Linked DNA regions of Mus musculus: all the other regions are linked to region 4. Evidence: chromatin contacts called from public HiChIP or PLAC-seq data. All regions are on one chromosome and are shown on one strand. The core of a region is the stretch at or near the end of the contact, and the rest is flanking DNA. Distances in the headings are between cores, read along the strand shown. Region 1 has its middle 67 kb from the start of Amer2. Region 2 holds the start of Sacs (sacsin). Region 3 overlaps Mtmr6 (myotubularin related protein 6). Region 4 overlaps Spata13 (spermatogenesis associated 13). Region 5 overlaps Gm34874 (a long non-coding RNA gene).

Region 1 (4,649 bases), core at 1,436-3,935, 290 kb after region 4:
ACAGTGAGAGAGAGAGTGTGTCCCCAGAATCTCCAGCAAGCCACTGTGCATCTTGTTTGTCCCAGTTCCAGCAGGACACATCACATCAAGTTTGTTGCTTGTATGTTTGGTTTTATAGCTGGAAAACTATTGTCTAATTCAAAGTAGACAATACTCTTTTTTTTAATTAGGTATTTTCCTCGTTTACATTTTCAATGCTATCCCAAAGGTCCCCCATACCCACCCCCCCAATAATTTTCTTCAGAGTTTCATATCTTACATGTGAGTTTATGGTTGATTTTGAGGTAATTTTTGTCTTGGTATGAGACAGAAGCCAAACTTGATTTGTGTGTGTGTGTGTGTGTGTGTGTGTGTGTGGAGGGGGTGCGTGTGTGTGTGTGTGTGTGTGTGGTGCATATGTGTGTGTATGCGTGTGTGGTGTATTTGTGTGTGTGTGTGTGTGTGTGTGTGTGTGTATGTGGCTGGTTGTCCATTGATCATTTGTTGGGAAATATTTGTTGTGTTACTTTTTCTGGGCTGATGTGAATGTCTGCTCAACCCAAATAGGATCTGAATGGCAGCCCAAAGAGATGATTCCGTCTCAAATCCAACTTGATGAACCAATGAGTTTATTAGGCTTATTTATAGGAGCATGAATGATGCTCCCAAAATAGCCCACAGGTAAGTCTATGGGGCCCTTTCTGGACTAATGATCGATGTGTGAGGGATCGGCCTATTGTGGAGCATCACAGCAAAATCTCAGCTCTGCAGGAGGGACAACCCCCACAGCCATCCAGTTAACCTTCCACCATCTGTGGCTACAAGCTTTTCTGGAGCAGGGGCAGCTGTGGTCGGGTTATATAAGCTGGTGACAGGTGCATGCACTAGCGAGGGGCTGTGGACTTGGCTGATGAGCCTCCCCCACTCCTTCTGTAAAGGAACATTAAAGATCCTAATCCTCCAAGGGTCCAACAGCTGCTCTGATTTCAGGATAGCACCTTTGTCAAAAATCAACTAACCGCAAACGCAGAGCTGTTTGTTAGAAGCTCTGTGGGTCTCTGTGTGTGCCTTTATGAAACTCTTACACTGCTGGGATTATAGGAGCTTTAAAGTAAAGGTTTGAAATTAGGAGTTGTGGGTCTTCCAACTTGATTTCTTTGAAAACTTCTATCTCTATTCTGAGCCCTAGGAATGTCTAGGTGGGTTCCAAGATGCACGTTCCAATTTCTGTCCAACAGGCCCCTGGGATTTTGACAGGCGTCGTGATCAAGTCAGCACCTTAGCAGTGTTAAGTCATCCAATCCACAAAATAGATATCTTTCTTTTTTTTTTTACTTTTATTTATTTATTTATTTTAAACTCAACAAAGTTTTATAGTTTTTAGTATTCAAGATGTGCTGGCTAGTTTTTGGCAACTCGATACACTTAGGGTAAGTACCCAAACTGAGGCCTTTCTACTATCAGATTAACCCATAGGCAAGTCTATGGGGCAGTCCTCCTCCTCCCTCCATGGTTTTGGGTTGTGTAGACAGCAAGCTGAGCAAGCCAGTAAGCAGCCTGTGCTGCAGTAAGTGTGGCCTCTGCTTCAGTTCCTGCCTCCAGGTCCCTGTCCTGGCTTCCCTCAATCTAATGAGTTAGAGGTGTTAACTCCTTCTCGCCCACATTAGCTTCGATTAGCTTTGATTAGTGTCTGATCACAGCAGCAGAAAACAGCTAGCAGCTAAAATTTGCACATTAAAAAAAAGTATGTTTGTAAGTATTTTATTATTTTAATGCTATTATGAATCAAACTGCATCGTTAATTCCATTTGCACATTTTCAGATGCCAGTATATAAAAATGCAGTTGATACTATTTGTGCATGCGTGTATGTGTGTTCAGACTTGGAAACCAGTGGTTGACATAAAATGTCGACCTTGATTGATCTCTGTGTTTTGTTGAGACAGGGTCTGTCGCTGAACTTAGAGTCCATTTACTGAGCAGCTAGATCTACTGAGCAGCAGGCTCCAGGGAGGCTCCTGTCCCTCAGTGCTAGGACTGTAGGCAGGTACTGACACACTTGCAGTTTTACATGGATTTGGGGAACCCAAGCCCAGGTCCTCTATCTGGGGGACCAGAGAACAACACCAGCACATTTATCATGTCTTTTCTGCTTTAAATAATCTGATCATTGCCATGAAAATATCCCTAATATTGTAAGGGACCAGAAAGAAGTTTTTGCTGGACCTCAAGGCCAAGGTTGGTAATGCACGTTACCCTGCCTTCAAGAGACACAATAATGACCAACCTCACTTGCCTTGGGTTTCCTGAGCAATCAGCTTTTACAACCGCAGAGAGTGGAAGCTGTAATCTCCTTATGTCCTCTTCCATGACCCTGACCTGCTTGTATGTTTGCAGGTTTGCTGTGATAATCATACCCACCATCAACACTGAAAGCAGCTTTCTTCTATCGATTTATAGCTGTATTTATTTGCTTATCTGGGTGAGTTGGGGGCAGGTGGAGTGAATGACTTAACCCCTTGTAAACTCTGCTAAAGATTTCTGTAAAATCCCTCGTTCATGTGTTGCTTTCTGTGCTGTTCAATAAATACAGAACAAAGCCCTGTTAGGAACAGACACACAGACACAGGGACAGACAGACTCACAGGGCAGCATTCAGACAGGTACAAATTCAGACAGAAAACCACAGAAAGGGGGAAGTAAAGAAACAGAATTACTCAAAGGGGAAGTGTTTGTTAATTTCCTTTTCCTAACGCAATGGCAGCACATGACTGGTGTCTGAGGTTTTCACTAATGCACTCAAACTGATGCACCAGCCCTCTTTAGATATCCTACAGACTCTGTAGCTGGTCTCTGCTACTTGGTAGGTTCTTTTTTTCCACCCTTTATCCATTGCCCACCCCCTTTAACCCTTTAATACTAGGTAGGAAAGAAACAAGGATAGAAGGGAGAGAGGAATTAGGAAAATCCCTGAATCTAATTTCTTTCTTTTTGTTTCTTCTTTGACTCCAAGTACCAAATGGTAAATAACTTCCCTAAATAAACACCAACCACCAACCCTCCCCTCTCAGGGCCTCCGAATTTATATGCACTATGAAAAGTTTCCAGAATTCCGAATGTCACACAATCATAGAAATTATCTGCAGCTGGCAAAACCACACTTTTGCTAGCGCAAGAGGCAAATCATGGTCAGCTGCTTCGGACAGTCGGAACCAGTCCCACACCCTACACCTGGGATTAAAACAGAAGCACACTCTTACAATATTTCTGTGTGTTTTTCTTTTCTTTTCTTTTTTTCTTTTTTCTTTTTTTTTTTTTTAAGAAACCAAAATTCCAGAATTCTCATTACAGAAGTTCACTCTCTTGTTAAAATTCATTGGCTATTATACTTAAGACAATGTAACTGCATATAAAGTATACCTCAGCTAAAACAATTAATGTACGTTTAAAACCCTGAAAGGGGTAGTTATTTTTAGAGTGAGAATGTCATAATAACAGAAAATACTCTGTGTTTATGTAATCACACCAATTTGCCATTAAGGAAGGTCCTGCCCAGGGAGAAAGGAGAGGTGGTGTTCAACAGAACACAGCTAACAGCTATGAATGGAGAAAGAAAGCCATTCAAAGCTAATACCCCCCTCCCTGAGAGTTAAGTTGCCCCACTAAGTCGGTAACTATGGAGATGGAGGACAGTATTGGCTATAACTCATATTACACTGACATTTAGTTTGTCAGAGCAATCTTGCAGACACAGGTTTGTTTCTCTCTCTCTCTCTCTTTTTAAATAACACATCTTTGCAAATGCTTATTGAATTTATATACATTACAATCAAAGAAGGGGCAAGTGCAGGGTCCCCAGGTTCAGCAATGCTGTTCACAACTAGATGCCCCTAAGAATGAAAACCATGGTATCTCGGCTACATGCCAACGGCAGAGACTGCGGCTTGACACTTATTCATGAAAAGTGGCTTTGTCTGTGCAGAACTTCTCATCCTGCAGGTTTTTCTGACTCCAGAGATAGGCAGGCCCTTCAAACTCAAACACACTGTGCTTCTCCCAGAGAGCTCCTGACTGGAGGAAATGTAGGGTACACTTATTACTGTGTGGGCTAGTTTTTGTCAAGTTGACACATGCCAGGCGATATGAACAGAGGCAATCTCACTTAAGAAAGTTGAAATTCATCAGATTGGCCTGAAGCAAGTTTGTGGGGGAATTTTTTTTTTTGATTACTAATTGATGTGGGCTCACTGTGGATGATGTCATCCCTGAGCAAGTGGTCCTGAGTGTAAGAAAGCAAGCAGAGCAAGCAGTGGAGACACATCCAGTAAGCATCACTCCTCCATGGCCTCTGCTTCAGTTACTACCTTTCACGATAGACTATAATCTTCAAGGTGACTTATTCCCTGTCTAGATTACTTCTTTTTTTTCTTATTTAGTATTTATTCATAACCATAAGCTTACCTCTGTAATCCAGCTAGATTGGAGGGGAATGAGGAAAATATGGAACTCAAAAACTTCAGTGAGAGCAAAGATTACAGGGTATTATGAGCAAGTGGGGGGGGGGTGGGGAAGGTGGTGGGCTTTCCTGAGCTACAAAAGGAATGGTCTGGTGGGTAAGAAAACAGTAAGTCAAAATCATTAGAGTTGTCCACCATCAGAAATGGTGATCTT
Region 2 (4,496 bases), core at 1,753-4,252, 400 kb before region 4:
AACAAGGGGAAACACTTGTGTAGAAATGTCCACAAATCCCAGAGACCGATAATATTCACACGTGCGCTCCTTTCCAGTGCTCAGCAGTTTAATCAAATAAAGATACGCATGAAATTTAAGCTGCCATTCACTAGGTGCCTGACTGACTTCAAGCTTTTATCTTTTTGGAAGAAGTGAAAGGCCTAGCCTTTGTCTTCAGGCCTAGGTAAGAGACATGCAATACTATCAGAAGCAAAACAGAAGTCCGGATGCTACATTGCTATAAAAGAACTAACGATGGTTCTGCACAAAATGGGTGATCTGTGTGAGCTCTCAGGCTTCCAGTCACCCAAACTCCAAAGTGCAGTGGGAAGAACATGACAGCAAGAAGCAGAACTTGGGGCATGGGGTCTGAGAACTCGGCGATCTTCAGCAAGAAAAGCTACATTGAGTAGACCTCTCCATTCTCAAATAAGAATACACTGAGCTTCCACTCCCTTAATCTTGCATCTTCTAACCTACAGAGTGGGGCTATTAAATCATTTCTAATCTTGACCACACGAATGAAAAGTAATTTTTGATTGACTATTCTGAGGCAGTGAGCAGAGTCCAAAGAGAGCTGTCAAGATCTTATACTCAGGACTCTAAGGAAAGTCAAAGAGTCTCTCCCCAAACCTCTTATCTTAGCTCCGAGGATAAATGGTTTTCTGTTATGCACAAATAAAAGCCAACAGAGCTAAAGTCACATTTTTCTGGTTCCCAATCCAGTGCTTTGTCCAGTTTTTCTGTTTTCCTTCTCCCTCTGGGAAGGGTACAACATCTCCATCATAGACACTGAAGTCCAGTGCATGTTAAGTGAAGAGTTTAAGGGAAAATAGCAAAGAGAAAGGAGAAAGACAAAGTAGAGATTAAAAATAGTCACAGGATTGGCAATGTCTATAAAGAGTGAGTGGGCCGCCTGGCTGTCCAAGATCAAAATAGTAACGGGACTTGTTCTGATTTCCAATTTGGCACATTTAAGTACATTTAACTGTCCTGACTTGGACTCCTGGGGGACATGGCCAGTATAGTCATTGTTACTGCTACCATGATGTGTTTAGGGGAAGGTATGCAAGAGGAATCAGCCTCCCTTCCCCTCAGAGAACAGCCCTATGGCAGCAAGGAAGTTCTAGCTCCGCATTCATAGGCCAAAGGTATGAGAACATTTAGCCCAAAGCAAAGGCTGTTTAAGAGGCACTCAGCCAAAAGTACATTTATAAATTCAGTTTTTGAGGGAACACTAATAAATGAAGCTATTTGGTGTGTTTCATAGATTGAGTGAGTAGATGTATGTGTGGTTGGATGGATGGATAGATGGATGGATGGATGGATGGATGGATGGATGGATGGGGTGGAATGGGTTGGAAATGAGTCAAATACTCACTAGCAACACACTGCTTAGTCTAAGCTAGCTATCTTCACAAACATTTGATGTCTCAATGATACCACCATCATCTGAGCAATGACCATCAGTGTCTTGGACAGAAGAGAAACTGAGGCACCAATTGTTAGCGACTTCTAAGGGGCTGTGGCAGGAAGGTCCAGTTGAGCTGACATTTGAGCACAGGGCTGCTGAGGGCCAGTCCGGCCCAAAGCAAAGGACTCCTGTCAGCTGTCCTTGTTCTTCAAAAGCTGTGACTGAGCTTTTCTTCTGACAGGAAGAACGGGAAACATCGGAACAGCGGTCAACGGTTCTTACTGCTGCTCTCACAGGATGAGCACAACAGCAGGGACGCAGGAAGATGGTGTAAGCTAGCTTGCTTCCTTTGAAAGGGACTTAGACAGAGTCTTAAGGATCATGGGTGCGGGAGGGAGCAGCTTGGGCAGCCAAAAGCCAAAAGCCAAGGATAAAGAAGACAAGGGACCACACAGAATGGGGCTAACTGTCAAGGCAAAGGAAAGAGAGCTGGTTAGTCTTCCGCAACACTCAGGGGATGTGAACATGAGAACCTCACACTGTCCTAGTTCTTACCTGGCTGCCAGTGGGTGCTTGTAAAACTCGTCATAAGACAAATAAATGGGGGCTGATCGTGAATTACTTCTGTACTGGTTGGTGCAGGAGTAAAGAGACCAATATGGGGTTGTGGCAGCTTATGCTTGGAAAACACCTGGAACCAGCCCCCATCCTGGCTGGTTCAAATGGAAGAGGCTTTTTACCATTTTCAGAGACACAGGGAGTAAGATTAAAGCTAAAATTATCAGCATATCAGCCTCAAAGGCAATACTCCCCACTGACCTTGTTTTAAGAAAAACGCAGGCAAGCAAAAAAGGACAGCAGAGTAGGAGAGAACTTTGCTAAAATCACAGAACTCTTTCTAAGAATTTAATTATTTCCTGGAATGAAATGAAATAAGGAGAATTTTTTTTTGTCATAAGGCTTTCGAGTATTATTAAATAAGGTAACTGAGAACTGGCTGGTTGAGAATATGAGGTTAAAATTAGAGCGATTGCAGATTAAGTAATAAACTATTCTGAGAATGCCACTGTATAAATACCAATAGTCCGGACCCCACTCTGCATAACAGCAGCGAACCCATTATGACCACTCTCTGCAACTTGGAGTGGAAATTAAAAAGACAAAGCCTGCAGTCAGAGCCCCTCTGGAACTAAGATGAGGAGGTAGAGCGGGACCCACCCTACCCAAGGATGCCAAGGTAGCAACTCCTCACCCGTGCGCTGTGGCACTACACGCCAGAGCTGCTCTGTCTTCCTTGGGGGCGAAGATGCAGAGGACAGTGGTCCACGGCCCAGCTGGAGCAGCAGCAGCTGTAGCAGCGACCGCACCACCCGGCTCCAGCGGGTCGCAACGCCCGATGTAGCTGTTCCTAGACTAGACGCAGTCCGCAGTCCGAGGGACCCTCAGAGTCTCACGGTGGCCATCATCAACCTGGTTGTCCGGCCTTTGTGTGCCTTTTGTACCAACAACAAACAAGTCCCAGCCAGCGTTACTGCCACTGCATTCAGCGCAGGGCCGGGAGAGTGCGGCAGTCACAGCTCCCCCTACCTAGCTCACTGCTCTCTTTTTTTAAATTAAAGAGATAGCATATCAGCTTCAAAGAATGCCATAATGCCACACACCCAGTGTTGTGGATCACTGAGGTAAAAAGTCACGATGGGAGCTTTATTATTATTTTTGTTGTTTTCCAGAGATTAATTTTATGGAAGGCATACGGCTTAAAACAAAGTCATTCCCCATAGAAGGTTGGTGCTAGGGGCTTGGTATGGGCCTCCTCAGCCCCATAAAGAGTTCTGAATAGACTCTGCCCGGTCTGAAGACAGGAGGATTAAGCGCTCAAGATCAGCCGCCTTTACATAGTGAGTTCAAGGATAGCTGGTCTCAAAATGGATGAATGGATGGATGGATGACAGACAGGTGATAGCCATATGATAGTAACAGCAGCACATGCCCAGATAAAACAGCATACACAGTGCCTTTGTTCATTGTCATTGTGGACATGAGATTCCAAATAAGTATCAAAAAATCAAAAATTCACTCAAAATGTGCTGTGTGTTGTAAAATGTTCTACAGTTGCAATCTGATGCCAGTGTTAATTCAGTGTTTCTGTCAGTTTAGTAATGGGGACACTGAGGCAATAAACCAGGGCACGGCATCTCTACGGCACCAAGCTTTGTGTGCAGCCCCGGTCCTCTGCCCTTGCGTGGGCTGTGCTCTAGTTACAGCATCAGGACCAACATCCTCCAGCATCCTATGAATGGGGAGTGTACACCAGCTAGAGCTTCAGAAGATTGGAGGCTCCTGTTTGCTGCACCCTTGGGGAAATTACCTAATTCAGCTCAGCCATACAGGCTCCAATGATGTCCCTGGGGAGAGGCACCGACTTCAGAAAGGGCAATCCACTTTGTCTGCTTTGCTGTAGTCTCGCCCTTCCCAGGGGACCACTGAAGATACCAAATCTAATAGCATTTCTTCCACACCACAGACTCCTATTAGTCATCCCTCGGAATCCATGGGAATTGCTTTCTTGAAGCTGCCAAAACCCAAAGATGCTCAAGGTCCTGATCTTAAAAGGGCATTAGAGAGCTGTGTTTGGAATGGCACAGTGGGCAAGGCCACTTTTTGCACAAACATGAGTACCTTAGTTCAAATGCCTAGTACCTACAACAAGTGTTGTGGGGCCGTGTGCCATAGCTCAATAATGTTAAGACAGGTAGAGTTTTCTGTCTCCTGAAGTCTCCCAGATCAGTAAGAGACCCTGTCTCAAGGAGATAAGACAGAGGTCTCCCACTGGCTTTGGAGTACACTCCTGTAAATATATATATATATATATATATATATATATATATATATATATATATATACATACATACATATACACACACAGTGTTGGTGGGGTGTAAATAAATAAATAAATAAATAAATAAATATATAAATGCTGAGGTTGCTATGCTAAACTGCAGCCAGGAAGAGAACTAGGTCCTTTGTACAAGAGGGCTGCCCCGCTAGAGGCAACTCTAAG
Region 3 (4,738 bases), core at 32-2,531, 470 kb after region 4:
AATCCAATTCCTAGGCCCACACATGGTGGAAGGAGTGAACAGACACAAGCTGTCCTTTGACCTTCACACACATATGCCATGCATAGCACACGTGTGCCCCAGCACATATCCCTCAACCCACCCTGCCCCACTGCCACACAAAATAAAGAAAATTTAGTACTTAATGCACTGTAAAGCTGTAAAATACCCTTTCCCAAGAGCAAGAATTAAAGCACTCTCTTCACTGAGAGTAATACAGAGAAAACAGAATTCTTGGAGGAGACACACCTGCATTTTATCTGATGAAGGAACACAAACAGGCCTTTAAGTGCAGTAGTACTGACAGTATCAACCCAGAGAAAATTCGGCTGGGCAGGTGGAACCACCGAGGAGTAAGGAAACAGTGGAGGCGTGGTTGGGAGATGATGGAGCCTGGAGGAAGCACGCAGAGAGGAAGCCCATGTTGTCTAATAGTAAAGCTGGAGAGAGCAGAGAGAAAGAATCTGACATGGAGGGAGACTGTCTATTCATTATTGTTGACTTGCAGACTGGGCACAGACAGGAGAAAGTGAGTCCGAAAAGCCGATCCTGAGTACAGTTGATGGAGAGTTAATCACTACTTTAGTCAGAGCCAGGTTACATCAAACCCAGGAAATGCAACCATTACACCTAACCAGCAGCTTCTATAGTGTCTCAGCATATGGACGGAGCGAATGAGAACATCAATCTGAAATTAAACCACGACATTTACTTTCTGCCTAAAGTGCTGAAGAATGAGTAGTTTGGGAAACACATTCTACCCTTTATTGTAAATCCTTCTCCAAAAACTTTTCTTTGCTACAATCATCAAAAAATAAAAAAAATAAAAAAAATAAATAAAAGCCAGACCAGAGCCCAGCAAGCAGCTCCTTCCCATTTCCCCCAGATATTTTAAGGTACCTGTTTTGGAAGTAACTACAACAATTTTAGGTCACTATTTGTGGCACCATAAAAACAGCCTCAGGATCCTTAGAAAGCAAAGGGTAAATGGGGAAAGGCAAATGGCAAAAGAACGAAAAACAATGGGGCAAGGGGAAAGAAACTGGGAAGTGTGGTCACTCTGTTGATGGCTAACAGGAAAAATTCAAACTTAACTGATTAAGACATTGGATATGAAAAACATAGACCATCATACTCAGAAAATTAGAGTATAGAAGTTCAGACCTGTTCTTCCCTCTCTTCAACCAACTTCTGTGATGAAGAACAGCACTTCCTCCACAGCTACGTCATGCTGTGGGCTGTGGCTTCTGCGCAGAAAGCACAGTCAGCTACTGGGGACACTGCTCCCCGTCGCTAGCCACGGATCTCCTGAGACTTTCAGAGCCTTCTACAGACATCTCTGAGAAGAACTAGCTGTAGAAAAGGCAGAGGACCTTACACTGTGAGGCAGACAGCAAGTGAGGGCAGTGGCTCTTCGATCCTGTGTCCTCAGCTTGGATGACACCTGGCAGCATACATTATTAGTGAAGCAATTATGGACTTTTTAAGAAGGAAAGGAGTATTACTGAGTCATAAATCCAGTGGGGACTTTTCAGTTGCACTTCACCTTGCTCTTCTGCAATGTTGAGCACCCAGCTTCCTATCTCAGCGTGAAGGCAAAGATTTAGAAAGGCAGCTAACCACTCTGTGGGAAACAGGCATGCAAAACGCTCATTCCCATGAAAATCTTTAAAGCCAAAACTGGGGGTAGAAAGACAGGTCACTAGGTAAAAGTATCTGTTGCTTCAGCACCCCAAACAGCATCTCACAATCATTAGTAACTGTAGTTCCAGGGAATCTTGTCCTCTTTTGTCCTCCTTGGGCACCAAGCACACACATGGTGCACAAACATATATGCAGGCAAAACACCCACACATAAAATGAATGAATCTAATAAAAAAATAATAATAATTTAAAAAAAACAATCTTTGAGTTCTCGGGTCTGGGGAGAGAGTTCAGTGAGTAAGAACAAACACAAGGACCTAAGGTTGAACTCCCAGCATCCATGTAGCAAGCCAGCCATAGTTTTATGTGCCTGTGGCCCCATCACTGGGAGAACAAAGACAAGCGATCTAAAGAGTTCAGCCAGCCTGTCTGAAAGGTTGAGCATCTGGTTCAGTGAGAGACCCTGTTTCAAGGCAAATGTGATATAAAAATAGGATGATATAGCTAACAGCTGAATGTTGGCGCGAGAGTTATTTAATCTCTGATAGCAGAGGACAAAGCAAATGATAACTCTAAACAAAATACAAAATACAAAAACAAGATACAAAAACAAGAATATAAAACTATTACTTATGGTAAACCTAGAAAAGGGAAACCCTTTTAGTTAATCTTTTCTAAGTGAATGCCAATTTCACAATTTTATTACAACTGTTCATGCTAGGAAGAGCACACCTCACCTTTGGAGTTAGACATTAGTTTAAATTCTAACAGCCATACATGGCTAACCTGACAGGTCATTCAAACTTACTAATTTCTTCCTCATCTATAAATGGAGATTCTAAAACCACTGGCAGGGTCCATTTTTAGATCACTGATGGTCCTGGTTCCATGTCTGTTGCTGTGATAACACTCTTTGACATAAAGCTAGGGTTCATTTGGCTTAAAATTCCAACCACCATTGTGGGGAAGTCACAGCAGGACCTTGAGAAAACAGGTCACATCTAGACTCAGGAGCAGAGACAGAATATATGCACAAATGCCGCCCCCTTGCTTTCTCTACTTTTATACATTCAGGATCCAGATCACAAAATGCTGCTGCCCACATTAGGATGGGCCTTCCCCACCTCAGCCAATTAAGACAAAAAGAAAAAAAAAACCCTCACAGGCCAATGTCTGTCACTGGGCCCCCTTCCCAAGTGACTCTACCTTGTGTCAAGGTGATTATTAAAAGTAAACATCATGGTGATGAGAGCTAATGAACTAACATATATGTGAAATGTGAACATTGTGAAATTATGACAATGGTACATAACTGTGTTCACTGATATAATTGCCTAACAGAAGGTAATCATTACTTTTCAAAGACAGCTGTTAAACAACATTAAAAGAAACTCACTGAACAGTCATACATTATCATAATCAGTTAAAAATGTTTATTACTTTTACTTGAGGGTGGGGTGGGCATGCACAGGCCAAGAAACCTGTGTGGAGCTGAGAGAGACTCTTTGAGAAGTTGGTTCCCTCCTTCCCCCGCGTGGGTTCTGGAGAACCAGCTCCGATCGTCAGGCTTGGCATCAGGTCCCTTTACCAACACTGAGCCATCCTGAGAGCCCTACAAACAATTCTGATTATACCAATTAAACTACACAGAGTTTAAAACTTTTTTTTTTCTTTTGTTTTTTCATGACAGGGTTTCTCTGTGTAGCCCTGGCTGTCCTGGAACTCACTTTGTAGACCAGGCTGGCCTCGAACTCAGAAATCTGCCTGCCTCTGCCTCCCGAGTTCTGGGATTAAAGGCGTGCGCCACCACGCCTAGCCTAAAACATATTTTTATGCAATTAAATATGTTTGGGAGAAGAGTATACATAATAAAAACAAAAACTTGGTTATGTTCAAAGCAATTCTGTAAGACTACACTTTTTCCAAACCATAATTTAAGGAAACAGTAGAGTCTATATAACAATTATCAGACTACAGTGTGAGGTTCATGATGCTCTTGTGTGGGATGCCAGTGTCAGTCAAGTGTGTACATGCTAGTTCCCAGCAAACCTCGGTTCCACTATAGTCTATATACACCCACTTAAGACTTCTCTAGAGAAACGCCTCCTTGCCACAACAGTGACACAAAATAACAAAGGCAGTCCCTTAAGAAGCAACTTCAGTTGGAAACCAACTGGAAATCTCTTAACCATTAAAAAAAGACATAAAAGGTCAGATCTAAAAGGTGAGCAAAAAGCAGCCTTACCTAACAGCAGCATGGGCCTACCAGGAAGACAGTAAGGTTTAATCAGGAACAACCTTCAAGATCATAAAAATGACAGCTATACACCCCAAAGGCCAGATCGGTTCTTCATAAACTGACGGAGGTCATTTTGTAACTAATGAAGGGAATCATCTAGATTTTCCCACCAGTGCTCACTTAGTGATCAGGGTGTTTTTAGTTCACTGGATTCTGTTTGCTTTCACTGATGTGTGTGTGTGTGTGTGTGTGTGTGTGAGAGAGAGAGAGAGAGAGAGAGAGAGAGAGATTCTCAGCAGCAAACAAGCAATGAGGTTCAGAGTAGAAGGCAGTTTCTGAGCCGACAGCTGTTAGGGCCCTGTGACAGGGACAAGAAGGGCTCCCATGCTCACTCTCATTCTCTTCCCTGCCTTAGCACCCTCTGCTGTACATCGAATCATCCTCCCATTTTCAAATTTTAAATGTCAGCAACTTAAACGTTCCTTCTCTTTAAATAAATAAATAAAATCTGCCAAGCAGTGGTGGTGCACACCTTTAATCCCTGCACTTGGAATCAAAGGAGGATAGCTCTCTGTAAATTCAAGGCCAGCCTAGTCTACAGTGCAAGTTCCAGGACAGCCAGAGCTACACAGAGAAACCTTGTCTCAAAAAAACCAAAATTTTGGAAGAGGAGCACCTCCACATTTCCTACAAATAGTATAGGCAAACTCCAAAATAAATCCTAACAAAAATTCATGTTATGTTATCCATAACATCAAGGACTGTGAAGCGTTTTAAAGAATAATGAAGAAAAAAATGCAGTTTATTCCCAAATGACCTGTAACTTTAAGACCTTTA
Region 4 (5,055 bases), core at 985-3,484:
CTTCCATGAGGCCCAGTCCTCTGCAGCCACTTCCTACCAGCTGCAAAAGACTCCAATTTCCTCTGCTATCCATGGGAGTTTAATAAAAGCAACTTGTTAACCTACAGTGATTTTGAGTAATAAAGAACTAATATAACTTCTCAAAATGTACTTCCACAAACCCAAGAGAAATAAGTATATATGTAAAAAGCGAATTGGTTGTTTTGAGACAGTCTCACTATGTAGCCCAGGCTCCCTCCTTCTATCTCACCCTTTCTCTCCAAAGCTGGGATTATGTGTATATATCTCCATAAACAGCCAAACGTGTAATTTTTTCTTTTTATTCTAATTTTTTAAAACCCCAGCGGAAGTCCTTTTTAAAGCACAGTTGAGTAGTATTAGGTTTGCTCCACAGCTGGGCTTGGACCTTCAGAACTCTTTTATCTTGCAAAACCGAAACCCTGAACAAACACTAACTTCCTTTCCTTCTTCTCTCCCCTGCCTACTCCTTGCCAACCACGTCTCTATTTCCTGTTTCTGTAAGCATTTCAGACGGTTGGTGTCCAGACCATGTAGTCTCAGCCTTGCTGTGACAAGTGTTTCACTGGGCACAGTATGCTCATGGTCCTTCCATGCTGCCCAAGTCAGAGTTCCCTCTGCCTTGAGGCTGCGTGTGCCGCCCTCTCTGTTCCCCCTTCCATGTGCTGAGCACACCAGGTGCTCCCACCTCTCAGCCATCTGCACGAGTGTGCTCACCACATCTTAGAAGCCCCGCTTTCGGTTCTTTGGGTTCTGAACTCGATCAGGATAGTGGTGATGTTGCTCGTTCTGTTGTAAGATTTTGGGAGTTTCCATATTGTTTTCAAGGTGGACACAGCATTTTATTACCCCACCGCCAACGCACAAGGGCCCAGCTACCTATAGGGTTTCTTTGGTTGACAATTCCAAGTATGGAAAAGACACCTTTTCTCTTTGTGACATTCTTTTTTGTTAATTAAAAACATAGTTACATCACTTCCCACGCCCTTTAATCCTTCCCAGGCCCCAACTTCCTCTCAAACGCATGGCCTTCTTTAATTATTATTACACACACACACACACACACACACACACACACACACACAAACACACGAATAAATATATAAATACAACCTGCTGAGTCTGTTTAGTGTTGTTCCTGTGCACTGACCACAGGGCTGTCAGCCTGGTATTGTATAATCATTTCAGAGCTCATCCCTGGGGAAGACTAATTCTCCCTCTCTCAGCAAAATAATCCTGTACACATGGAGAGGGGGCTGCTCAAAACCAAAGTCACTTTAAGATCCCAGACTCTAAGATCCCATCCACTACAAGAGCAGACGAATTATATTCCTAAGTACTTGCTAACTAAAAGCTTTAGCCAAAATCAGGAAGGACTCCCCTTATTTTCTCTTTTCAGTATTTTGAACAGGTGGGGATTGAACTCAGGGCCTTGAGTAAGCTAAGAGAGTCCCTACCCTTACCCTCTGTCAGATCTGTGTGCTGAGGTCAGCTAGAGACAATGCTGGAAGAACACTTTTCAAGAGCCCACCAGTTTCAGATACACAACACAGTGGGTTCAGCACGCTCCGGGTTGGACCACCATGGTAAGCCACCACCCTTTGGGCAACAGCTGCATGTTCAATTCCCCTGTTCCTTTCACAATGGCCTCTAGAAGTGAAACTCCAGCCAGCCAGCCAGGACCAGGACCGACCCCAGGAATGGGTGCAGAGGGCCGTGTGCTACCTATGGAGAATGGGCCAATGCCTAGGCTAGCAGGACGGTTAGGAACACTGAAATCAGCAGACCATCTTCTCTGAACTCAGACGTCACAGTTCTGAGGGAGCATCTGATTCTAAAGGTGAGTTTGACAACAAGAAATGACCTCACACTGCATCAGTACCGGAGCCATGCTTTGTACCCCCTTCCTGGCTATTCTCTGAAAAACAAGTGTCCTGTCCCCTCCCCCACCCTGCCCCACCCCCACCCCCCACGTCCGCTGCGGCTTTCTTCTCCAAACAAACCAGTCTCTTTCTGGCTGGCTTATTGTGGCAAAGTGACAGGGCTTAAAAGCACTGAACTGCAGAGTCCCAGAGAGGCCACCTTGGGAAAGCCATGATCTCTGAGCCTTTGCTTTCTCTTGTGTAACTGAGAAAAACACCCCTGACCCCCCACTGTCTGAGGCGGATGTGGAGCAAGGTGAGAAGAACCCAGCCTTTCAGCTAGTGTTCAGGGCTGGGCCAGGAGGTGGCACAGCTGGGAAGGGCTAGGCTGTCACCCACAGACTTGCTAATGCACAGTGCCCTTTCCCTGCCTGGCAGCTCCCTCCCTCCGGGTGGGGATTTCCCCAAGGCTTTGTTTGGGGGAAATTCCCTTGCTTAGAGCAGTCTGTTAAAAACATACATTTCAGAAACCTTCCTGCCGCTCACTATACTTCCTCCAGGCTGAGAAAAACTATTCCAGCTTCCCCTCCTCAAAAGCGGAAATGGCCTCACAGTCTGGCAGCTGTGGTTACAGATGATGGTGGGCCCAGCCCCTCAGCCCAGAGAGCCACCCTCAGGCCACCTCCTTCCCCACAGAGGGAACCAGCAATGCCCACACAGCTGCAGGCATGCCTTATCCACTCTTCTCCAGTGGTCCCCCAACACTCAAGGGCATGGCTCCCTGCCACATTGGAGAAGGCTTAGAAAAGTGAAAATCTCACCTTATTACCGGCCACTGAGCCAGGACTGAGCTGAGAGGTGTTTCCAAACGTCTCTCAGATGGCTTTGGAGTCAGACAGAATTGAGGCAGTGGGCCTTCAGGTTAACCTCACACAGCAGCACACCCACGGACCTGCTCTACAATGTGTGTCTATGGCCTGACGCTGCACACCACACACACACATACCACACCACACACACCACACCACAGGTTATACAGCAATGGAAGGCTCTGCTGCTGAGGACTGCTCCTGGTTCCTGTTCTGAAGGGAGACATTTTGCTCCCTCCCTCCTTCCCCAAGAGCTCAGCGTTCTGCATCATTCTTAAAGGCCAACTGTCTCTTGTTAGTAGATGGTTCCCTGATTTCCTAACTGTCTCTTATCTATGCTTCGATCCCCTACGATAACCACGTGCTAGAAGCACAGGCTTATCCTCTCTTTTTTTTTAATTTATTACGCATTTTCCTCAATTACATTGGCTTATCCTCTTTTAAAATACTGTCCACATGTACACAACTGGTTTATTTATCATTCTAAACCGTATTACTGCTATTCTATTTCGGTTAGTTATGTCCACGACTATGTCCCACAGACGTTAAGACAGGAACTCATTTGTGAGCCACTGTGTGCTGCAGACTGAACTAAATGAAGCACGAGACACCGTTCACAGTGGAATATAAACTGTAAAGTATCATGTCCTGCTGCCTTGAAATCCATTCTTCAAAAATAGTTCTCTTTGCATCTACAGACCAACAACAAGACTCAAACAGACCCTAGAAATAGTCACCCTTGTTGATTATCCTCTATAATGTCTAAGGTTCTTTAAAAAGAACAATTCTCCACCTGCAGCTCTCACGAGCACTCGACATGTGTCTGGCTGGAGGGAGAGGCATCACAATCGAGCCTAATCATTACAAACTTCTAGAAGTGGCTTCATTTTTCTACAGACGGCTCAGTAAGCCTTCAGTGTCATCAAAGCTACCAATGAGTATTCTCCCCTCAGTGTAGTCAGCTTGCCTGGAGTTCTGCCATGCTCACTAAGGATCACTGCGCTCATCTGTAAACTGACCAGACAGGAGGAGTTGGGATGGGAAGCCTAGGCAGCTGGCACCCCGGGGTGCCCATCCCTGGGCCAGCAGCCAGGAGGAATCTGGCTGCTCTCTGCCCTGTAGCAAGCAAGCTCCTAGCTTTACCTATGGCATGTCCTGGTCTCCTCAGTCAGCTGTTCCACCACTGTACTTTCCTGGTTTTGGTGGCGGCTGGCCACATCCATCCTTGCTGACTGACACTTGAGGGGTTACATCCCTCCTGCATTCCCTCTACTTCCTGACCAGGTCCTCCTGCCACCTTGCTGGCTGGAGGAATCTCTCAGGGACGCTGGGTTGCTCAGCTGTATCCTGCATGGTATTCAACACTAATAAGTGTCCTGAATTATCATCAGCTCCACTCTTTTATCCAGGAGAAGAAAGCAGCAACTACAGCCAGCCTTGCTGCAGGCTGGTGTCAACTAGCTGTGGTGGTGTCCCACGCCTCTAAGTCCAGCAGGCCTCAGGAGGGTTAGACAGGAGGATCCCGAGTTCAGGACCAGACTGACTGGACTAAGAGATCTCACCTTAAAGAAGGGGGGGGGGCTGGAGAGATGGCTCAGCGGGTAAGAGCACTGACTGCTTTTCCAAAGGTCCTGAGTTCAAATCCCAGCAAACACATGGTGGCTCACAACCACCCACAACATCCTATTCTGGTACATCTGAAGACAGCTACAGTGTACTTAATTATAATAATAAATCTTTGGGCCGGAGCGAGTTGGGCTGACCTGAGCAAGCAAAGGTCCTAAATTCAAATCCCAACAACCAGATGAAGGCTCACAACTATCTGTACAGATACAGTGTATGATCATATACATAAAATAAATAAATAAATAAAATCTTAAAAAAAGACAAAAAAACCCCTGAAAATTAAAACATGGGGGTCACATCTACTGCTCCTGAATGGCATAAGCATCCAGCAGCTGACCCTGGGGTTCATACCCCTCTCCTGCCCTCTCAGAATGCCCTGTGCAGGAACCTGCCAACAGGGGCTTCCGTTATTTTGGACAGTTATTATGACAAGGCATCATACCACTTGCCACGATTTTGCTTGTGCTTATACACAGTATGCCAAGACTCTGAAACAGTTCTTGGGAGCTCATGGCTCGAGTGGAGTCACAGGAGAAGGAAGTGAAGCAGGCTGGCTGGCGATCCGTCCCTCCACAGTGGCACGGCAGAGGCTAGGTGCCCATCCATTCATTCCCCCAAAGGGCAAACCTTCATGAAAAACTCTGGAGTACTACGCATGGGGTAGTATGGGGAGAGCACTC
Region 5 (4,544 bases), core at 247-2,746, 420 kb after region 4:
ATGCTTGCAAGGCAACCATGCTCTTCACTACAGAGCCATCCCTAAATCCTTCCTAGGTGAAAAGATATTAGATGCCATTGTAGTGACAAAATGCCTAAAATAGCTTAAGTGGAGGTTAAAGGTCTAGTCTGGCTCACACTTTCAGAGGCTTCAGTCTGTGTTCAGCTGGCTCTGCTATTATGGTCTTGAGTGAGGCCGTGCATGATGGAAGAACATAGCAGAGGAAGCTGCTTGCCTTAAGGCAGTCAGGAAGCCACAGCTGTGAGGAGCAGGCTTGTAGTACTGTCTTCCAGGCGGCATCCCCGGGGACCTACTTCCGCCAGCCACGTTGCAAGCCTGAAATTTCCATCACTTCCAGGGACCACATTTTTAACAGATGCAACTTGAGGAAGATTGAATTGGGATGCTGAGGTGGCATCATTTGGTTTCCTCTGTGTGTGCAACTCTTTTCTGATCGGCAGCAACTGGGCTGTAGAGACAAGGACACAAAACTCATGATTTCCTAGGTTCCTTTATCCAGAAAGCAGTGTCACCTTCTAGCACGTTTTTTTTTTTTTTTAATGCTACGGCTTCATGTGATGCATTTCCTGCCAGTGCTTAATGAACCCTTGATCTCCTTTTCCAAAAAGGAACACTTAAAGGTTTTAAAGTATTTAACTTGTGGCGATTACTATCGGCTTCCAAGGTAATGCTCTTTCCCGCCACCTCTTTCTATAGCACAAAAATGCTGTGTGTGTTGCTCTTCCTAGCATCTGTCTTACTTAGCTGGCTCTTGCCTTTAAGATTAATTTTAATCAGAGCTTCTCCAACTACCCTCCTAACTTCCCTGTGGGTTGACATCATGTGACATGCTACCCAGAGGAGGAAAGATACAGAGCTGGATCCTTGGGGTGATAGTGTTTTCTTGATAAAATGACTTCAGTTCTACTTCTGAGTCATGACAAACTATTTGCTTTTGCCTAAGTAAAGAAGGGAGCAGTTGGCACACAACTGCGCAAACCATTTTCAGATCTGGGTCATATATCCAGGATCTTTGCTAATTTTTGTCCAGATGAAATGGTTTTTTAAGTTGATAGTCACATTTACTTGGGTAGATTATAATACTGGCTGCCCATTTTGCTTCTAAGTGTTTTTAATCATTTTGTGTCTTACTACTCTTTGGCATCTAACTGTACAGCTGACAACTTCAGGCAACAGTGAATATTGATAGTGGGATCCTGGGGCCTGCTTTCTGATTTTCATAGAAATACGTCTGTAAACAGAACTGTAAAGTCTCTCGTAGAAATGTGTCTTCCTACCCTTAGAACTTGCAGGATTTTTCTGGTCCCGATGAGACAAAAGCCCTAAATTTCACAAGAATCTCTTCAGGATCTAGAAAGAAAAGTTCATTCTTTCAAAGTTATTGACTCATGGCCATATTCTATGATGGTTCTCCTGTGGTAAGTCCTATATGATCATAGTTAATTGTTTATTACTGCTAAGCATTAATCATGTGCACATGGTTTCCTCTCTGTGTTTGGAGATGAGGGTGGTTTAAGGTCCTGCCATGGAGGACCTGTCATAGGGGTGTAGTTGCCTGATGCTGACTAAGCTGCTGGCCCCGGAGGTGTGGGAGACTGGAAAAGTCCAGTTCTGAGATTGCTTGCATCCTGCTAGGGGACCGTAAATGAAGTTAAGAAACTGATGGTAGACAAAAGCCACAGGCAAGTATGGCTGCCTGGGTCCAGAGGCCATAGATGAGGTCTCTGACCAAGGAAGGAGCTAAGGCTTAAGGGACGCTCACTTGCCAAGGTTGGTGGTGAGTGTTCCTTGGCTAGGAGAACAGCATAGTGCCATGGCTCCCAAGCCAGAGGAAACACAGCAGGCCAAAGAACAAGATGAAGGACAGGAAAAAAGGCAGGCAGTATAAAGGAAGCAAAGAAGAGGCACAGTGGGAACACAAAGCCCTCCAGGCTGGACATAGCTAGAGTAACAGGGATCACATGCCGGGAGTACACTGGATGATAGTGTGTTGGGTGGCCACATGGAGTGATGGAGCAGAAATGGATTGCTCTGAGTTTTGGAGGCTGGATGTCTAGTAGAACCCATGCTTGGGATTTGGTCTTCCAAGATGGCAGGCTCCTTCTGTCCACACATGATGGATGGGAAGGGGTGATGGAGATCACCCTAGCCACTTGCCAGGGCACTACTTGCTTCATAAGGGCAGATCCCCACAGTTTAACCACTTCCCAAAATCCATGGTTACCTCCTCATACCACCACACAGGCATATTGGGTTCCAACATCTGAATTTTAAGAAAACATCACACCAGACTGGGCAGGAAATGGCAGCAAGGGTTCTGTAGCAGTCCCTGACTTGGATATTACTGTTTTTTTTTTTCCTTTTCTTGTTGGATCAATTATTGTTTCCCCCTTGAATAGATATTCTGAAATAAAACCTGATTTAGTATTGTTTAAGAAATGGGTCTTGGGGCTCTTGATTTCTGGTTTGTCTTTCAAACATTCAGTGATGATGTTTTTAACCCTGAAGTTGTTCTCTCCCTTTCCCTCTTTGTTTCTTTCTGTTTGTTTGTAATATCTTGTTTTGTTTGTTGAGACAGAGTTTTTCTATATAGTCCTGGCTGTAGACAGTGCTGGCCTCGAACTCAGAGATTCACCTGCCTCTGATTCCAAGTACTGGGATTAAAGATATGCATCAACACCTATGTACATTGGTATTTTGCATCCATGTGTGTCTTTGTGTCTGTGTGTTGGATCCCCTGGAACTGGAGTTGTAGACAGTTGTGAGCTGCCATGTGGGTGCTGGGAATTGAACCAGGTCCTCTGAAAATGCAGACAATGCCCTTAACTACTGAGCTACTTCTCCAGCTCCCTCATACCAGTCTTGACTGCACAGTGAGACTCTCTCAAGAAAAGCAAAAAGGAAAGGAGTGAGAGAGGAGAGGCAGTAAGTGTTTTCATATTTTACTGACTCTTTATTGAAGACACGTGGCTCTTCTAATCATTTCATTCTTTTTTAAATTTAAGTTCCTAGTATACATATACAAAGATTTGAATAAAGTTTGTTAAGAACAAATAATAAGGTTGGGTGACGCTTAGAATTCTCCAACAGGTTGGTAATGCATACTTGTAATCCCAGTGTCAGGGAGGTGGAGACAGAAGCATCTCTAGGGTTTTTACTGGTTCCAAATTCAGCCTTATCAGTGAGCCTTGTGTCCCAAAGAGAAGCACTGTCTCCGAAAGTATTGGGAGATGACTCCAGAACAGCACCCAAAGTTAACCTTGGGCCTAACACAGACAGACACACACAAATGCATAATTCAAACAGATAAGAACCAATTCTTTATGGCCTTTGTTTCATCAGAGCCCATATGAGTTCAAATCCAGTGGCAGAAGACATAGCTTTCATGAGGAAATGAAACAACCAGGGGAGACTAAGCATGGCTTCATTGTAGGCAAAACCAGCCTGCTATTCAGAACTGTTCCCCCCCACCCCCACCCCTACCCCCAATGACCTGTCACCATTGGTAAGTTACAATTGAAGTGGAAATTTCTGGTTTCTTTGGAGACTCAGTTGTGTCAAGTGATGTTTTTCTGGGAGCTGTTTTATGAGAGGATGCTTTGCTGAGAACAGATACATAATGTTTTTCTTGAAGCTGTCTGGAAAGGGGGCATGTGATGTTTTGCTAGAGTGGATGCTTGAGAGAACACGAGATGTTTGGAAAGGATATAGATATATCCCAATAAACAATGGATGAGGCCTTGCCACTCTTGGCTAGTCTTAGTTGGGCTTTGCTGATGCTGGTCTTTGCTGACAAACTCTGGCATTGGTTTGCCTTGCCTTCTTCACTGATTATCATTTCTCATGCCTTTCTAGAAAGAAATGCACCCAAGAACTTCTGGTGGTGTTCAGTGACTTCTTGCTGCTTCTGCAGACTTGGAACGATTGGCGGAGCCTTGCAGTTTCTTTTGGCTTGAACTGCCATTGCTACTTTGTGAATGGTGTTTGTAAGTTGTGTGAACTGGATTGCTGCTATCCTGACAATGAAGACTCGAAGCACCACAAAGAATTATTTCTAAACACGTCCACATCCTCCTTTGCCCTATTAACCTTTTCTTTCCACTACCTCTGGTGAGTAGTGGGATAGAAAAGAGGTTAAAGCATTTAAGAACCCCTATTAAAGTAGGATTTGAAAAATATAAGCCTACAATTAATGGGGTCTTATATTGTTCACCTTCCTTCACATTTCTATGGCTGCTCTCCTTTCCAAATCTCTTTTCTTGACTCCCTAGAAACAGTCTTCACTGAGTGTCCACTGTGTCTGAGACTGTTGAGTGACATCACACATGTGTACATACCTGGTCTAGTGGAGCACACGTCCAGGAAAGCACACTGACAGATTAAAAGGATCATCCTGTGTTGCATTGAAAATGTTCTATCTTTCATTCATTCTCTTACCCTTCACCCTTTCCATCCAAGGCTTGCTCCTCACCAGGCCCCATTTCTCCTACATGGCCTCCTTGGTAAGGTGATGTCACTCTATA

The links. HiChIP or PLAC-seq counts read pairs in DNA pulled down with a chosen protein or histone mark.
Region 1: an H3K27ac HiChIP or PLAC-seq map of microglia shows a contact between it and region 4, with 8 times the contacts expected there. The contact joins two enhancer-like sites. A contact is called at or near these places in 1 of 484 Hi-C or Micro-C datasets (hematopoietic stem and progenitor cells), 2 of 115 datasets of contacts at active chromatin or transcription factors (the HPC-7 cell line and microglia) and 1 of 9 other capture datasets (macrophages).
Region 2: a contact with region 4 is called in an H3K4me3 HiChIP or PLAC-seq map of pro-B cells, with 2.8 times the contacts expected there. The contact joins the promoter of Sacs here to the enhancer-like site in region 4. A contact is called at or near these places in 4 of 39 promoter capture datasets (the C10 cell line, embryonic stem cells, hippocampal neurons and 1 more), 7 of 115 datasets of contacts at active chromatin or transcription factors (the 230-238 cell line, acute myeloid leukemia, embryonic stem cells and 3 more) and 2 of 9 other capture datasets (adipose tissue and embryonic stem cells).
Region 3: a contact with region 4 is called in an H3K27ac HiChIP or PLAC-seq map of microglia, with 6 times the contacts expected there. The contact joins two enhancer-like sites. A contact is called at or near these places in 4 of 39 promoter capture datasets (the C10 cell line, hippocampal neurons, neutrophils and 1 more), 1 of 484 Hi-C or Micro-C datasets (CD4 T cells), 4 of 115 datasets of contacts at active chromatin or transcription factors (astrocytes, bone marrow-derived macrophages, microglia and 1 more) and 3 of 9 other capture datasets (adipose tissue, liver and macrophages).
Region 5: a FOXA1 HiChIP or PLAC-seq map of pancreatic cancer cells shows a contact between it and region 4. The contact joins two enhancer-like sites.

What each region holds. Positions count from the first base shown.
Region 1 is chr14:60,442,422-60,447,070 of GRCm38.p6, reverse strand. It overlaps the pseudogene Gm6066. Among named protein-coding and RNA genes, the nearest start is that of Amer2, 67 kb to the right of the region's middle. Within about 2 kb of position 2,685, at least 70 of the 459 cell types and tissues checked have an H3K27ac peak or open chromatin away from gene starts, as enhancers often do. A contact at or near this core is called in the HPC-7 cell line, hematopoietic stem and progenitor cells, macrophages and 1 more, where this site is marked.
Region 2 is chr14:61,136,963-61,141,458 of GRCm38.p6, reverse strand. It overlaps Sacs (sacsin), which reads right to left and starts at 3,002. Exons shown (of 10, transcript NM_015788.2): 1 at 2,688-3,002.
Region 3 is chr14:60,266,079-60,270,816 of GRCm38.p6, reverse strand. The region is part of intron 1 of Mtmr6 (myotubularin related protein 6); the gene reads right to left. Among named protein-coding and RNA genes, the nearest start is that of Mtmr6, 3.2 kb to the right of the region's middle. Within about 2 kb of position 1,281, at least 72 of the 459 cell types and tissues checked have an H3K27ac peak or open chromatin away from gene starts, as enhancers often do. A contact at or near this core is called in bone marrow-derived macrophages, microglia and neutrophils, where this site is marked.
Region 4 is chr14:60,734,145-60,739,199 of GRCm38.p6, reverse strand. All of the region lies in intron 4 of Spata13 (spermatogenesis associated 13), which reads right to left. Among named protein-coding and RNA genes, the nearest start is that of Gm34997, 31 kb to the left of the region's middle. Within about 2 kb of position 2,234, at least 218 of the 459 cell types and tissues checked have an H3K27ac peak or open chromatin away from gene starts, as enhancers often do. A contact at or near this core is called in the 230-238 cell line, the HPC-7 cell line, acute myeloid leukemia and 11 more, where this site is marked.
Region 5 is chr14:60,315,838-60,320,381 of GRCm38.p6, reverse strand. It overlaps Gm34874 (a long non-coding RNA gene), which reads left to right. Exons shown (of 3, transcript XR_383475.1): 3 at 3,877-3,903. Among named protein-coding and RNA genes, the nearest start is that of Gm34874, 25 kb to the left of the region's middle. Within about 2 kb of position 1,496, at least 6 of the 459 cell types and tissues checked have an H3K27ac peak or open chromatin away from gene starts, as enhancers often do. A contact at or near this core is called in pancreatic cancer cells, where this site is marked.